Regions from separate parts of the Mus musculus genome. Here all the other regions are linked to region 3. Evidence: chromatin contacts called from public Hi-C and Micro-C data. All regions are on one chromosome and are shown on one strand. The core of a region is the stretch at or near the end of the contact, and the rest is flanking DNA. Distances in the headings are between cores, read along the strand shown. Region 1 has its middle 210 kb from the start of Gm40416. Region 2 holds the start of Nova1 (NOVA alternative splicing regulator 1). Region 3 has its middle 210 kb from the start of Nova1.

Region 1 (4,963 bases), core at 792-3,291, 190 kb after region 3:
ATGGGATAATGCTCAGTGGTTCACACTCTGACTCACTCAGGCTCCTTCTCAGGTAGTCTCCTTGTAGAGCTGAGGCCACATGACCAGGAAAAGGCACCATCCACAGTGGGCAATGTTCCTCTACATAATCTAAACAAACATGACAGTCTCTCATAGACATCCTAGTAAAGGTTAATTTTTCAATGGGGACTTTTGTTTCGGTTGACTCTACATTGTGTTAAGAGACAGTGTTCACTCGGACGGAATGGAATGATAGTACTAAGAGACAAGGTTTGGGATGTTGAGACAGTGTTTCAACTATTTCTATACTCAAGGTATTTGTACTAAAATAACATATGAAATGATCATGGGATCACAGTTCTTCTTGTGGATATCAAGGTTGCATTAGCTGGGGGCTGAATAAGATAACACATAAAATTCTGGGAATTCTACTATGCTATGTGACTTAATTTTTCACAATCTTTTCAATATAATCTGCTTGTGTATGTGTGTGCTTGTGCGTGTGCATGTGTGTGTGTTGCTGCACCTAATTACCTGGATTTTGAAGAAGAAGTTCTAGAAAAGCTCTTGCTGCTATAATCCAGTTCTCCTCACAAACAAGCTGGGCTTCTCATCTTAGATCTCTTTGGAGGACAAGGGGTTGGGCTGAAGGACAATAGACAATTCCTGATTCCCCTTTTATGTTGGTCAGAATAACCACTTTATTAGAGACAACTGAAGGAGGAAAAATTTTTTTTTTCAAAAATCCCATTTTCAGTTCAGTTGCACATCTGGCAGGTCAAATATTTAAATCAACGTTGATAAAGTTAACAAGCTATAAGTTTCTTTAACCATACTCTTATCAAATGTTTTTAAAACAGAAACTTCTGATAATATCCCTGAGAAAGATTTAATTATTAAGAATATACTGGGAGGCATTTCTTTTCTCACCTTTTCTTTGTGGCCTTTAAAATATATATTGCGCCGGGCAGTGGTGGCACATGTCTTTAATCCCAGCACTTGGGAGGCAGATGCAGGTGGATTTCTGGGTTCGAGGCTAGCCTGGTCATCAGAGAGAGTTCCAGGACAGCCAGGGATACACAGAGAAACCCTGTCTCGAACCCCCCCCCCTCTCTTTCTATCTCAAAGTCACTACAATGACTAATTTTTTTTTGTTTTTTGTTTTTTTGTTTTTACAGAATGAACCATGATGCTTATTTATTAATGTAAATGAACACATGGGAGGGGAGATGAAAAAGAGATTAATTTTCATTTTTTTTAAAATTTTATATTATGTGCATTATTCTTTGCCTGCATGTAGGAACTAGAACGGAAGACAGTTTTGAGCTGCCATGTGGGTGCTAAAAATTGGAACCAAATCCTCGGGAAGAGCAGTCAGCTCTTAACCACTCAACCATCTCTCCAGCCCTGACTCATCGGATGTTTATCTATTCCCAACACATGTTCCAACCCCAACTAGTCTGACTTTTATCTAGCAACAAAACATGTTTGCTGACACAGCAGAGGCATAGATCTCATGTTAAAGAGAAGTATAGAATATAGGGAAATTTACCAATGTTAGGAAATAAGCCATTTTATAAAGTGCGTGGGGGTTCTTTTGAAGAGCATTGAATCTTTATCCTCATATTTGAAAAAGCACCTAAAATTTGAATGTTGAAAGAAGTGAGTTGTTTAATCAGCAAATGTGCAGAAACTTCATATCTCTTTCCTATAACCTAAATCTGAAGATATTCAATATAGTATATTATTTGGGTTTCTAAAATATTATTTACTAATCACCAGAATTCAGAGTGGTGATTTTTAAATTTTTAATTCCATGTTTCTTCTAGCCACATGCATTGCCTGTCTAAACTTCTTTTGAAATTGTTAATCTCTATTATACTTCTTTGAATTTAACTGAAGACAAAATAGCTTGCTTTTGGATGTCTCCATATAATTACAATTTAATTTTGTCTGGTTGATATGCTAAAGATAATGGCTTCTATTTTGCAAAATGAGACCCAGCTCCATGCGGCACCACTGCCAGAGCCTCTTTCAGATGCAGAAGCCAACTGTTCCCTCATTCCTGTAGAGTGCGTGCTTCCAGATTTTGGCGGTATTTCCATGGCTAGAACAGAATGAAAATTTCCCCCCATGTCTATAAAAATGCTAGCTTACCTCTTCAGTGTCGTGCACTGAGAACTGCCCTCTGTGATTCAATGGGACAGACAGCAAGCTGAAGGTTCTCAATTGCCTCAAAACTGGTACGAGGATGGAGAGCACTTGTTTTTAACCTGTTCACTCTATTGTCTTTACAAGTATTGCCGCTGCTCTGCTATAGTCACTGTCACAGACTGAGATTTTGAGGGCAGTTGCTTGTCCACCACTCATAAATGTTCAGCATCACCACATCTTTGTCCCATAATCTAAATTTCCCACAGTAGACTCATAGCTCTCATATTAGCATCACACTATCTAGACAGGAGTGCTGTTTTTCAGGCAGAAAAGGTCTGTCTTTTTCTATCCGAGCCCCGTCTCAGAGCTGTTTTTGTTGGATTTACATGGCGTTTGGATTCTACATCAGTCTATCCCTGCCTGTGAATTGAAAAGGCACTGCCCATAGAACTAGGAATGGATTGTTGCATTTGAAGGCACAGCAACACTGTTGTCAGATGCTATCGTATTAAAATGCACTAGAAAGGGAAACAGAAGACTGTCTAATCCCAGGTTTGAACATGGTATGCTCAGACTTCGGGCAATGATTAAAATAAATTAAATTTAATTTCACTTTTATAAATATACCTGATGGAGTCTAGAGGAATTTAAAACTAATCAGGTGTTAGTTCATTCTGGAGCTTCCCCCCCACCCGATCAATCTGTTTATCTCTTGTTTTTCTCCCTCTTAATCTGGATTTGAGGTAATACTTTTTAAAGGTAGTAATAACCTTAATAAAGGGAAGTTTATAAATTCAGGTAATGAGAAAATTAGAAAAAATTCTTAAATATGCAAATACCACATTAATTGTCTACAGTTGCTAAGATCCATTTACTTGAATACATGTATAAAGATATGCAGAATTATGACAAAGGAAAGAAAAGGCCTCCCTAAGATTTCAGCATCTAGAGAGAGACAGAGACAGAGAGAGAGAGAGACAGAGAAAGAGAGAGACAGACAGAGAGAGTGAGTGAGAGAGAGAGAGAGTGAGAGAGACAGAAGAGACAGACAGAGAGAGAGAGAGAGAGAGAGAGAGAGAGTCAGGTGAAGGACCTGGGAACAAGTTGAGAGTCTCCTGTGATGCTGACATAAAATAGAAGAAACATATGAAGCACTCTGGCACTATGGAAAACCCCAGTGTGATAAATCGTTTTCACTTCCTGACTGCAGTTGCTTCCAGTTCCTACTCCTTTGCCTTGCCTATCACCAAGGAATTTACCTTTGAACTGTGGGTCAGAATAACCCTTCCTTAAGTTACTAAAACAAAATAATCAATCAATCAAACAAAAGCTCCCATTTTAAAAATAGTTCCATCAATCTTAACTTAAAACAAAGTAAGAGAATGAGATTAAATTTATGACCATCTGGCAGAAGGGTAACTGGTTACCTTTGCTAACTAATGGCTTAAATTCACTACCCCTCTCTCAATCTTCTTGTTACTAATTTCTGAGATACAATAAAAGCCCAAAACCTGATCTATTTTCATGTATGCTATTTATAACTTAATAATTTGTCAAAAATGGTTTAATAACTCTACCTCTTTTTCATCATTATATTTGACAGGTGCCAAAATGATAAAATGGCTCAAAATATGACCCATGTGATAATTGTTTTAATCTCACTAACTTGACAAATAATGTGATAAAATTATTATTTAAAATTCAGAATAGAGCTTGTGAAAGATGGTATCAAGTACTGTATCAAATGCTTGAGCATGTTTTTAATTGGCAAAACTTTAATGCCATTAAGAGTTTTGCATATGCTTCAGCTAGCTTTTGTGCAGTTGAGAAAAAAAAATCAATACCCATCTGTCACTGTGAGTGGAGCACATATGGTAACAGAAGACCTTAAAATACATCAGACGTGGCTTCTATTATCCAAGTCTCTTTGGCTCCAAAAGTAGTTCAGCCACCTTGATATTGCTTTGGCTTTTAGAAGTTTAATTTTACCAATTAAAATTGTTATTTTATGTGTAACTATGACAATTCCACTTCTGTTTCTCTGCTGTTATTAATAGTCATTAGGAGAAATTCTGAGCGCATGTAAACTCTGTCTGAATTTATGTTTTGAGCTCTCACTGGCAATGGCTCTGCCTTCAAGTAGACGTCTATCTCAGATGGGCAAGTGATCAGTGTCTGCAGGGGCCATTTGTAGGTGCCTTCTGACCTTTCTGGAACTGTCCTAGTTTGACATACAGTTTACAGCACCAAACTTGAATGAATAAATGATCCAGTTCCCAGATTTTTACAGTCAAAGCACTGAAGTGGATTTTATAAAGGTATTTTTGACACGAGGAACAAGGTGATGTACAATCAAGTCTTCTTCCTTTAACATTCTTAAGTGGCTACTCCACAGCAGATTTTATGCTTGAAACCACATGGAAGAAATAGAGTCTCATGACATTTGAACATTAAAATGCTGTGGAGGCTATAGATACATGAGCAGGACAAGAAAGAGGCTCCCTGCAGATGCACAGTACAGAAATGACTCCTGAGGGAAGGCAACAAAGACTTTAAAGGAGAGGAGGGGTGGGAAGTCATCTTAAGCAACACAAGGAGAATCCTGCTGCTGGAGTGCACCATGGTGCAGCTTCCATGAGGGGGAACTGTGGTGATGCAAGTGATTTAAGCAATTCCTTATTCCATGCATTGCAAGTAGCAGCCCCACAAATTCATTTGTTACACACACACACACACACACACACACACACACACACACACACACACACACACCATGTGCAGATGCATGCTTGTGTGTGTTAGAAAAAGA
Region 2 (4,538 bases), core at 782-3,281, 210 kb before region 3:
TTCTTTCAATCTATCTGATCGATTTTTCTCCCTCTCTTTGAACCAGATGCAGCACATTCTTTGTTAGAAGCCCACATAATCACACTGGAGTCCCTTTATTGTTAGCTTAGCCATCTTTTAAGTGATGTTCTCCGGTAGGGAGTATAAAGAACGTTTTCATTCTAGAAACCTGGTGAATACGTGCCCGCCTTTGTATGTCTAAGAACATTTACCGTAAATATGACGTCTATGGATCGCGTGAGTCTAGAGAGTCCAACAAGTTGCAATCCTTGTTTTAAGCAGAAAAGAACCTGTCTCTAAATTTCTGCAGTCGGCGTTCAGAATGACATAGTGCCCAGTCTGAAAGATTCGGGGATTGAATTAGTAGTTTACTGGTTATTATTTTTAGGTGAGTTTGGATAAATAGTCTCTTCAAAATGATACAGCGTCGCAAGATGGGACAGTACTACTATAGACTGTACCGAATGCAATGGATAGTATGTAAAGTGGTAAACATTTAATGACTGACATAAGGGCTTTTTCCATGACACACTGTCAGAACAGCTTGATTGGGTTTGAAATCAGTTTTTCAGACTTTGGCTTTTCCACTAACCCGGATTCCTAGCATCAGGACTTAAAATACTAACTTGATGCATGACCTTGAACAAAATACCCTGAGTCACTTTCCTTATCTACAGAAGGACTGGACTAGATAACCTCTAGGGTCTTTTATAATGCTAGCTTAGCCACACTTCCCGCATCCCCCTCCCGCCCCCTCCAGTGTGGAAGGGCTGAGGATCAGGATCCTGAAACCGCCCGAAGCTATGTAAGTCGTGGGTGCCCAGATGCCTTCATCTGTGTTTCGTGCAGTGTGTGAAGCTGCGTACACCCTCAGCTGTTGCCTCTTCAGTTTGCCTCCCGGGTCCCTGTGGAGACCACATATCGCTTTATTTATTTATATCCTGGCTTGCTCCCGAAAGCACATAAGGCGCCAAGACACAGTAAGTCCCCGACAGTGTCACACGGTGCGAGAAAGAAATCCTCTGATGACATCTCCTTTAGAAAACCGCCTCCCAGAGATGCTAATGAATGCCTTTTGCCGAACTCTCCGGGTCCCAGCTGGGTTTCTGGTCTCCTGCCTGAGCCGTCCACCCCTCCCCGCGGTCACTCAGACGCCCTTCCCGGACTAGCCCAAACTGTCACCACCAAGTCCCAGCTGGACCAGGATCCCGCCCGGCTCCCTCGCTCGGCTGTCATTGGCTGCTGCTGCCGTCACTCCCCGCACGGCTCCGCCTCCCCGCCTAGCGCGTTTTGTGGACCCCTGGGTTTCCGCGGCAAGCCGCTGACGTTTGCCTGAGCGGCGTTGCCTGGGCCCCGCGACCTTTCACCCCGCCTCCCCGCGGGAGCGCCCCGGCCCGCTCCGCGCCCCCGCCAAGCCCGCGCGCCCCCGCCAAGCCCGCGCGCGCCCGCCGCCCCGCAGGCGGAGACTCCGGCGCGGAGGCCGGCCCCGCGCGGCGCGTGTGGGAGTCGCGGCCCCTCGCGGCCCCCGCCCGCCGCCCCCCACGCGCGGGAGACACGATGAGCGCGGGCGGGCGGCAGCGGCGCGGAGCAGCGCAGGCGGCACACGCGCCCAGGCAGCGGCGGCGGCGGCAGCAGCGGGAGCGAGCGCCGCGTTAGCCGGGTCCGCCGCTCCGGCCGCCCGCGGCCGCTCCTCCTCCCGCTCATTCACTCGCCCTCCTCCCGGCCGCCCGCGCCTCCTCCGCTCATTCACTCCCGCTCTGCCCGCCGCTTTCTTCTCCTTCTTCACCCTCCGGCTCCCACACCCCCTCCATTCCCGCTCCTAGCCGACACTGCACTGCAGCTGCTCCGCGCCCTGCCCCCTCCCCAGTGAGCACATCAGCCACACTGCTCGCCGCCTCAGACTGCTATTGATCCGATTAAAGAAAAAAAAAAAAAAAAAAAGAAAAAAAAAAAAAAAACCTTAGCAACCCCAAACGAGAAAAAAAAAAAAAAAAGCCAAAACAAAAGGGAGCCGCTTCTCCCGGTGCAGCGGCAGGAACTGCAAGCATGATGGCGGCAGCTCCCATTCAGCAGAACGGGACCCATACGGGGGTTCCCATAGATCTGGACCCGCCGGACTCGCGGAAAAGGCCGCTTGAAGCGCCCCCTGAAGCCGGCAGCACCAAGAGGACCAACACGGGCGGTGGGTATCGCTTCCGCCTCCCGCCCCGTCCCCGCCGCCCTCCCGCGCCGTGGCCGCTGCCGCCGGCCGTCCCGCGCCCCCTCCCCTGCACCTGCCCCGGCCCCGTCTCATCAAGATGGCGACCCGGGGTTCTGAGCCGACCCGCTCGCCCCAGCCGGTGCTGGCCCCGGCGACAGGGTCCGCTCCCAGGGCCGCCCCCCGCGAGAGGTGATGGCCGCCTGAAGATGCGCGCTGCATTTAACAGTCTGATCAAATAAATAAATAAATGGCACTTGGGTAGCGGCTTGCAGATGCTGGGGGCACCGGAGACTTTTGCCTCTGTTCATCCCCTTGCTCTGGGCCACAAGTAGTATGCAAAATCTTGATGAGTGCATGCCCTGAGCGCACTTACATGGTCGGTACAAATATCGCATTGATTTGTCTTCAAGGGTATGCATACGAGGGGGGTGTCTGGTACGGTGACTTGTTAGTTAACATCCTGCGCTTCCTCGGAAGATGAGTTATAACGGGACCGCTATCGCTTCTTCATTTGCACTGGAGTCATCTTAACAATGCATCCAATGCATCGAAGCAGAGGTGAATTTATCTCCAGCATATACATTAGAAATGGATGGGGGTCTTGTGAGTGGCACATCGCAAAAAATTCGGAATACTCGTTCCCAGTAAAGAGCTGGATTTACCGCGAAGTTTCCTATTTAAGACGTGATCAGGTTGACGGAAACTAAAGTTTATGGAGTTGGCTTTATTTTCTGAAACATTTCATTTTTCTTTTTTTTTTTTCACGGCTCATCGAACCTCCCCCCGCCCCCGTCTCCGTTTTATGGTTCTTTTGGAGATGGAGCGTTATCTATTTGGTGACTTTGGAGTGTATTTAGAATAAATAACTCGTAAGCTTTTTAGTATTGGCAAGATTCTTCTTAAGGTCTTTTAATTAATGAGCTTAGCCGAGATCATAGTAGACTTAGAAGTGCCGCGGAAATACATCGGGATTACTTAGATTCTCAGTCCACCACATTGACGCTTTTTTTCCCCTTGGCAGTTTCTCACGGCTTGGAATACTCCCTACAGTTTGGGTGGACTATTTTGCAGGAAGATGGTTGTTTTGTATACTTAAAGTCGGATATAGCCAGTGATTAATTGCAGTCTTTTATGTTTGCTATGACAGACAAATTTAGCGGATCACTACTTACAGTGTTGGATTTTTTTTCATCTTCAGTATGTTAAGTGAAGGTTTGTCATGTTCTAAATCTCTGAAGTTTTGTTAAAGGGTCAGTTTCTTTCATTTTGCCATGGTAACCACAGAATTGGAAGACTTTCATGTTTGGAGTAACAACTGGAATTTACTCCCCAGTCTCTATCGTACTGCAAATTGTTAGAACGTGTGAATCCCGAAAACTGGGGAAGATTTTGTAAATGCTTGTTTTTCAGTGTAATTGGTGGTTTTCATTCCTTAAGCATTTTAAAGTGCTGTTTTCTGCAATTCTACGTCCATTGGTTTAGTTGATGTTTTCTCTCTGGAGGGTGGGTTGGGGATTCAAAGTTTAAAATGATCATGTTAATCAAATGTATTTCTTTACATTTTTCAGAAGACGGCCAGTACTTTCTAAAGGTTCTCATACCTAGTTATGCTGCTGGATCTATAATTGGGAAGGGAGGACAGACAATTGTTCAGTTGCAAAAAGAAACTGGAGCCACTATCAAGCTGTCTAAATCCAAAGATTTTTATCCAGGTAGGTGAAATGGTAAAGAAATTGTTTGACTAATTTCCCAAGGAAAAACACCAAATATCTACATGTGCTGTGTGTTGTCTTAAAAAAAATTTTTTTAAATGATGAAGATCTGAGTGTTACATTAGCATACATTGTGGAATTTCTTTAAGCGTATTTCCATTGTTGTTCATGTTTTTCCCTCCCATTAATTGATATACTGTGTATGTGATTTAGACTAATGGTGAGATAATTCTCTGCATGCTTTGGAATGCTAATTGCTAGCACAAAAACTTAAAAATTAGAGCTAGAACCCTGGACAGTTGGCATAAGGAAATGTGGTTCCTCTGAAGTTTGCAGACATCATTGTCATGACAATTAGTTTAGTGTGAATTCAGAGGAGGGGGCTGGGTGGTTTCTTAAAGAATGGACCATTTACTTCTGCATCCATTATGTACCTCTTTCTGCTTGGTTGCTTTGTTTGTTGGCCTTGGATGAAGTAAAGAGGACAAGTGCGGTCTCTTCAGATATTTAAAATACTTTAGTAATCTAATTGGGATAAGAAATTTACTACGCCGACATGCAAGATGTGGACTAGTGTTTTAGAATTTGTGTTCAGAGCCATATTTGATTGAAATACTTTACAGTGT
Region 3 (4,692 bases), core at 1,985-4,484:
AAGAGATTAAGACCACCATCAAAGTGTTGACAGATGCAGAATGGTGGTTCTCACCAAATCCTCACTTAATTCTTTTATTTGGTCTTTGAAGAGGATGAAATGATCATGGATCACACTTGATTCTTGTAAACCTAATCAAATAGTGGCTTCAATTGCAACCACTGTAGCAGATGTTTTTTGTTGTTGTTGTTTTGTTGGTTTTTTTTTGTTTGTTTGTTTGTTTGGTTTCTTGTTTTGATTTTTTTTTTTTTTGAGACAGGGTTTCTCTGTATAGCCTTGGCTGTCCTGGAACTCACTCTGTAGACCAGGCTGGCCTCGAACTCAGAAATCTGCCTGCCTCTGCCTCCCGAGTGCTGGGATTAAAGGCGTGTGCCACCACGCCCAGCACAGATGTATTTTCTTACTTGAGTTGAATAACATATTTTCTAGAATCTGGTATGCAGCTATTGAAAGTATTTTTTGTTCTTTGTATCTGACCAAAAAGACCACCTACCAGAAGCAATTTGTTTTCAGCTGTGAAGAATAATAGTATGCTTTCTGCCTCAAGGGCAGGTTAAGCCTCTGGGTATGTGAGATGAATTAGTTCACTGGGATCTTGATCACAGGTTATCTTCTACAGGATAGTAGACTGGTCTATTATATTGATGATACTATGCTGATTGAACCAAGTGAGCATGAGATAGCAGCCACACTGGAGTTAATAGTAAATCATATGTGTAACAGAGGATGGGAAATAAATAATAAATTTGATCAAAAGTCAAGGACCTGTGATTTTCAGTGAAATTTCTCAAACTCAGTAGGGCATAAAGAATTACTCTATTTTAAGGTCAAGGTTAAGTTGCAGTTGACCTTTCCTAACTCCAAGAACAAATGTACATGTAATGACACTATTTGGATTTGAATGCAGAGCTTTCCCCACTTACGAGTGTTACTCTGGCTCATATATGAAGTGATTCAGAAAGGTGCTAGTTTTGAATAGGTCATGGAACAGAATAAGGCTTTTCCACAGGTCCAAGCTGCTGTGTAAGCTCTGACACTTGGTCAATGATAGAGCAGACCTGATGATATTTCATTTATAAGTGGCAGAAAGTAATAGGGCTTGGCACCTTAGCAGGCCTACACAGATGAACCAGAGTAGAAGTTATGGAGATTTTGGAGCAAGATCCTGCCATGAATGATTTGCAGAAACCTGTTCTTCCACTGACCTGATATTAGGTTTTAGTAGAAACTTAATGCTTCACAGTGGGTCACCAGGTTACCATGTGACTTGAGCTACCCTTCATGATCTGGATTTTATATGACCAACCAAGTCATAAAGCTTAACATGCACAACAGCAATCCATCATCAAAAGGAAGTGGTGTCTATGTGATTGGGCCTAAGTAGGTCTGCATGGCACAGATAACTTAAACAAGGAAGTTAGTCAATTATCTACGATTCTTACTCCTAATATGAGTATTTCCTATCCTCATCGATTAGCCTGGGTCTTATGGGATGAACCCTAAGATCAGTTGACCAGAATAAAAGACTATGGTTTACAGATATAACAGTGGAATGGCCTTTAAAAGACTCATTTACAGACTCACATAGGTGACAGTAGCTTGGAGAGGCTGGGGCAGAGATGTCCGGCAGACTGCAGATGCTCTGAGTCAACCTCTAGTATATGGCAGTTTTCCCCAAAAGCAGGACCCACAGTTCCTGAAATCAAGGATAGAAATGGAAATAGTACCACATTACTCACCATTAACTCTAGTGAAGTACCAACAAAAATTTTGCTTCCCCCTAACGTGACATTATGCTTTGCAGGCTAAATATTTTTGATTCCAAAGGACAAAGTGCTACAGGCAAGAAACACAGAAAACATTCCTTGGAATTTGAATCTAAGGCTTCCCTAACGGACATTTTGGGTTCTTGGTGTCCTTTAGTAAACAGGCTAACAAAGGGATTACAGTGTTAGTGTGGATGGTTGCTCCAGACTTCCAGGCTTCCAAGGGGAAACTGGACCACTTCTCTATAGTAAAGGTAAGGAAGAGTATGGTTGGAGTACAAGAGATACTTTTGGGTGTCTCTTGGTGTTAGAATGTACTGATAAGCTACTTTAGAATAGAGGAAGACAGGAAATACATTTCTAGTGACAAGGAACCACATAGAATCAGTCACCAGTCTGTGTATATTGTATTGCAGACAAAAAACAAACAAAAACCAACATCAAGATGATATACAGATGAATTTTATTTAGCAGTGAAATTCTTACAGACAAATATCATAGTTCCTCTCATATGTGGATCCTAGGTTTTATTTTTTATAAGTGTGTGTGTGTGTGTGTGTGTGTGTGTGTGTGTGTTGTGAATCTAGAACAATCTTAAGAAAGAAGTGGGCCAGAGGAGAAAGGTAATTGAACACAAGTGATGTGAATACAAAATGGATCTGGGGTCACTGGAGAGAGAAAGAGGAGACAATCTGGGGGTGGGCAAGAGGACAAGGAAGAGTAGGAGAGGAAAAAGTCTACAAACAAAACGCATATGAAAATACATATGACAATGGTGCTTATACCTTGTAAGTTACTTATTAAAAAAGAAAAAAAACACTACAGAATAAAGATTAGAAACATTTGTTTCTATCAAGACCTCCTGGTTTTATGAATAAACATGGTAAACACCATTTCCCTCCCCCTGGTTTCTGACTGGTGTCTGTTGCATGAGAGAGGTTTTCAGCATGACTTCACAGCCAACTGAGTTAATCCCCAAGAAGCTCTTCCAGGAGGCCTTGCTTGATTGACCCGTGATGCATGACTCATCCGGTTTGCAAGAACACAGGTCTGCCCTTTCCTTAGCTGCTGATTAGCACCCACCTAGTCTGTCTACTCTGGAGGATTAGGTAGGGGAGAGCAGATGGGCAGAGGAGTGGGGAGGGCGGCTGTGCGCGGGGCGAGTGAGCCTGGCATTCTCCACGTGGACCACTTTATCTGTATGCAGTCAGCCTCGTCCTGTAACCCCAGATAAGGGAAAACTAGCCAGGAAAATATGGAAACAGAAATTCAATTACTGCAGACATTTATTCTTATCTTTTATTTTTAAAAAGAAAAACAAAGGCAGATAAAATCGGGGCTTCCTATGAAACCAAATTCACAGTTTGTCTATGTGCATTTTCTTTTCCCAGAGCCACTAATGTGTTGATGGCCTACATTTTCATTCCCTCCAAGCCCAGGAGGGAAATTCAGAACTTGAATAGACCTTGGAGATCAGTAGTCTTACCCTTCCTCCTCCCTCCCCTTTCTCCTAATAAGGAAACTGAGGCCCCCAGAGGTTAACCGACTTGCACAAGGTCAGATGAGCTCAATTGTCTTCGAAACTCCACACGGAACTTTTTCATTTCCAGCTTTAAATTATTTATTCAGTTTTTGCCATTTTCACTTCATTGAAATGAACTCTCTCTTCTTGCTATTATGTCCTGGAAGCTATTTATCCAACCTGATTTAATTGCATTTTCACGGAATTGTATTACATTTTTTCCAATTGCTATTACATTTTATATTCTCTGTGTTTTTATGCCCTGATGCCAACTGTTAGCAGTGGCCCTGTCCTACTTTATTATTAAATCACCCCAGGTGTTTCTTGGGCCAGGTTTACTTAGATTTTAATCTGGAATTAAAAATAGTAACATAGGTAGATTGTCCTAACATGGGTTCTGGTAGATGGAGAAGCTGAAAAGTCAGAGCTATTATGGTATATTTGAATGCCTGCCATATGGAACTACTGTAAATTAGCATCCACTCTGCTTCAAAATTTCCTTTACTACTTCCCTCTTGCAGATTCCTTTAAAGGAGAGTTTCTCACTTAGGAAATTATTGAAAGCTGCATATTGGGTCAGTCAGCTCCATTTTTTTTTAAAAAAATTGCATAAATTACATAGAAAGACTCAAAAACCATAGCGAGTCTTACATGTCCAAAATGTCCAAAGTATTGCCTTGCTTTCTTGGTGGGTAAACATAAACTGAGGCAATATTTGGCAGCAGCTAAGAGCATGTGAAAATGGTGAGGCAAAAAGAAAAAAAAAAAAAAACCAAACCAAAAAAAACCCCAAAAAACCAAAATACTGCCAAAATCATAGAAAAAAATTTCATTACAACATAAAAAATTGATAAAATGTGTAGCCAAGAAAATGTCCTTTAAAAAAACTAGCACAGAAGAAAAATACCAGCTGCCAATTATGGGGTGGGGGTATTTTGATGTCTGTTCAGACTTGGACTTGATTTAGATGGACTCTAGTGCAATCCACTGTCAGCTAAATTACATGCACCATGCACTTCAAAGGCCTTGTGCTCAATGGGAAGGCCCAGGACCGAGCGCTGTGAGAAATAAATGATTGCACTGCCATGCTGGCTGCCAAGCTGCTTCCATCACTTTTCAGTCGCTAGAAAAAAACCATGGTGTGCAAATGGACATCACACTGTGATAAGGGGAAGGCCAGAAATACACTTGCAACGTGGTGAGCAAACTTAACAGGCAAATCTTTCAGTTTCCATGGACAACTCCACGCTACAGGAAGTAGCTTCGTTGGTGGACGACGTGGTGTAAGTGGTGCGTGAATACGCAGGCCCCTGACACACCTTTCTTATCCAGGTGTGTCAGAGGTAAGGGCTCAGCAGAACTTTAAAGAGCTTTCCTGAAGGCAAGTTCCCTCCAGATATCCAC

The links. Hi-C and Micro-C count contacts between places; a contact is called where the count stands out from the background.
Region 1: a Hi-C map of the G1E-ER4 cell line shows a contact between it and region 3, with 2.4 times the contacts expected there. The contact joins two enhancer-like sites. A contact is called at or near these places in 1 of 15 datasets of contacts at CTCF or cohesin (the G1E-ER4 cell line) and 2 of 484 Hi-C or Micro-C datasets (both in the G1E-ER4 cell line).
Region 2: a contact with region 3 is called in a Micro-C map of the G1E-ER4 cell line, with 5 times the contacts expected there. The contact joins the promoter of Nova1 here to the enhancer-like site in region 3. A contact is called at or near these places in 1 of 15 datasets of contacts at CTCF or cohesin (the G1E-ER4 cell line), 3 of 484 Hi-C or Micro-C datasets (all in the G1E-ER4 cell line), 2 of 115 datasets of contacts at active chromatin or transcription factors (the SCID.adh cell line and embryonic midbrain) and 2 of 9 other capture datasets (adipose tissue and pancreatic islet).

What each region holds. Positions count from the first base shown.
Region 1 is chr12:46,416,264-46,421,226 of GRCm38.p6, reverse strand. No RefSeq gene overlaps it. Among named protein-coding and RNA genes, the nearest start is that of Gm40416, 210 kb to the right of the region's middle. Within about 2 kb of position 2,041, at least 6 of the 459 cell types and tissues checked have an H3K27ac peak or open chromatin away from gene starts, as enhancers often do. A contact at or near this core is called in the G1E-ER4 cell line, where this site is marked.
Region 2 is chr12:46,816,260-46,820,797 of GRCm38.p6, reverse strand. Nova1 (NOVA alternative splicing regulator 1) reads left to right here and starts at 2,031. Exons shown (of 5, transcript NM_021361.2): 1 at 2,031-2,182; 2 at 3,769-3,912. The coding sequence starts at 2,047.
Region 3 is chr12:46,608,328-46,613,019 of GRCm38.p6, reverse strand. No RefSeq gene overlaps it. Among named protein-coding and RNA genes, the nearest start is that of Nova1, 210 kb to the left of the region's middle. Within about 2 kb of position 3,234, at least 10 of the 459 cell types and tissues checked have an H3K27ac peak or open chromatin away from gene starts, as enhancers often do. A contact at or near this core is called in the G1E-ER4 cell line, where this site is marked.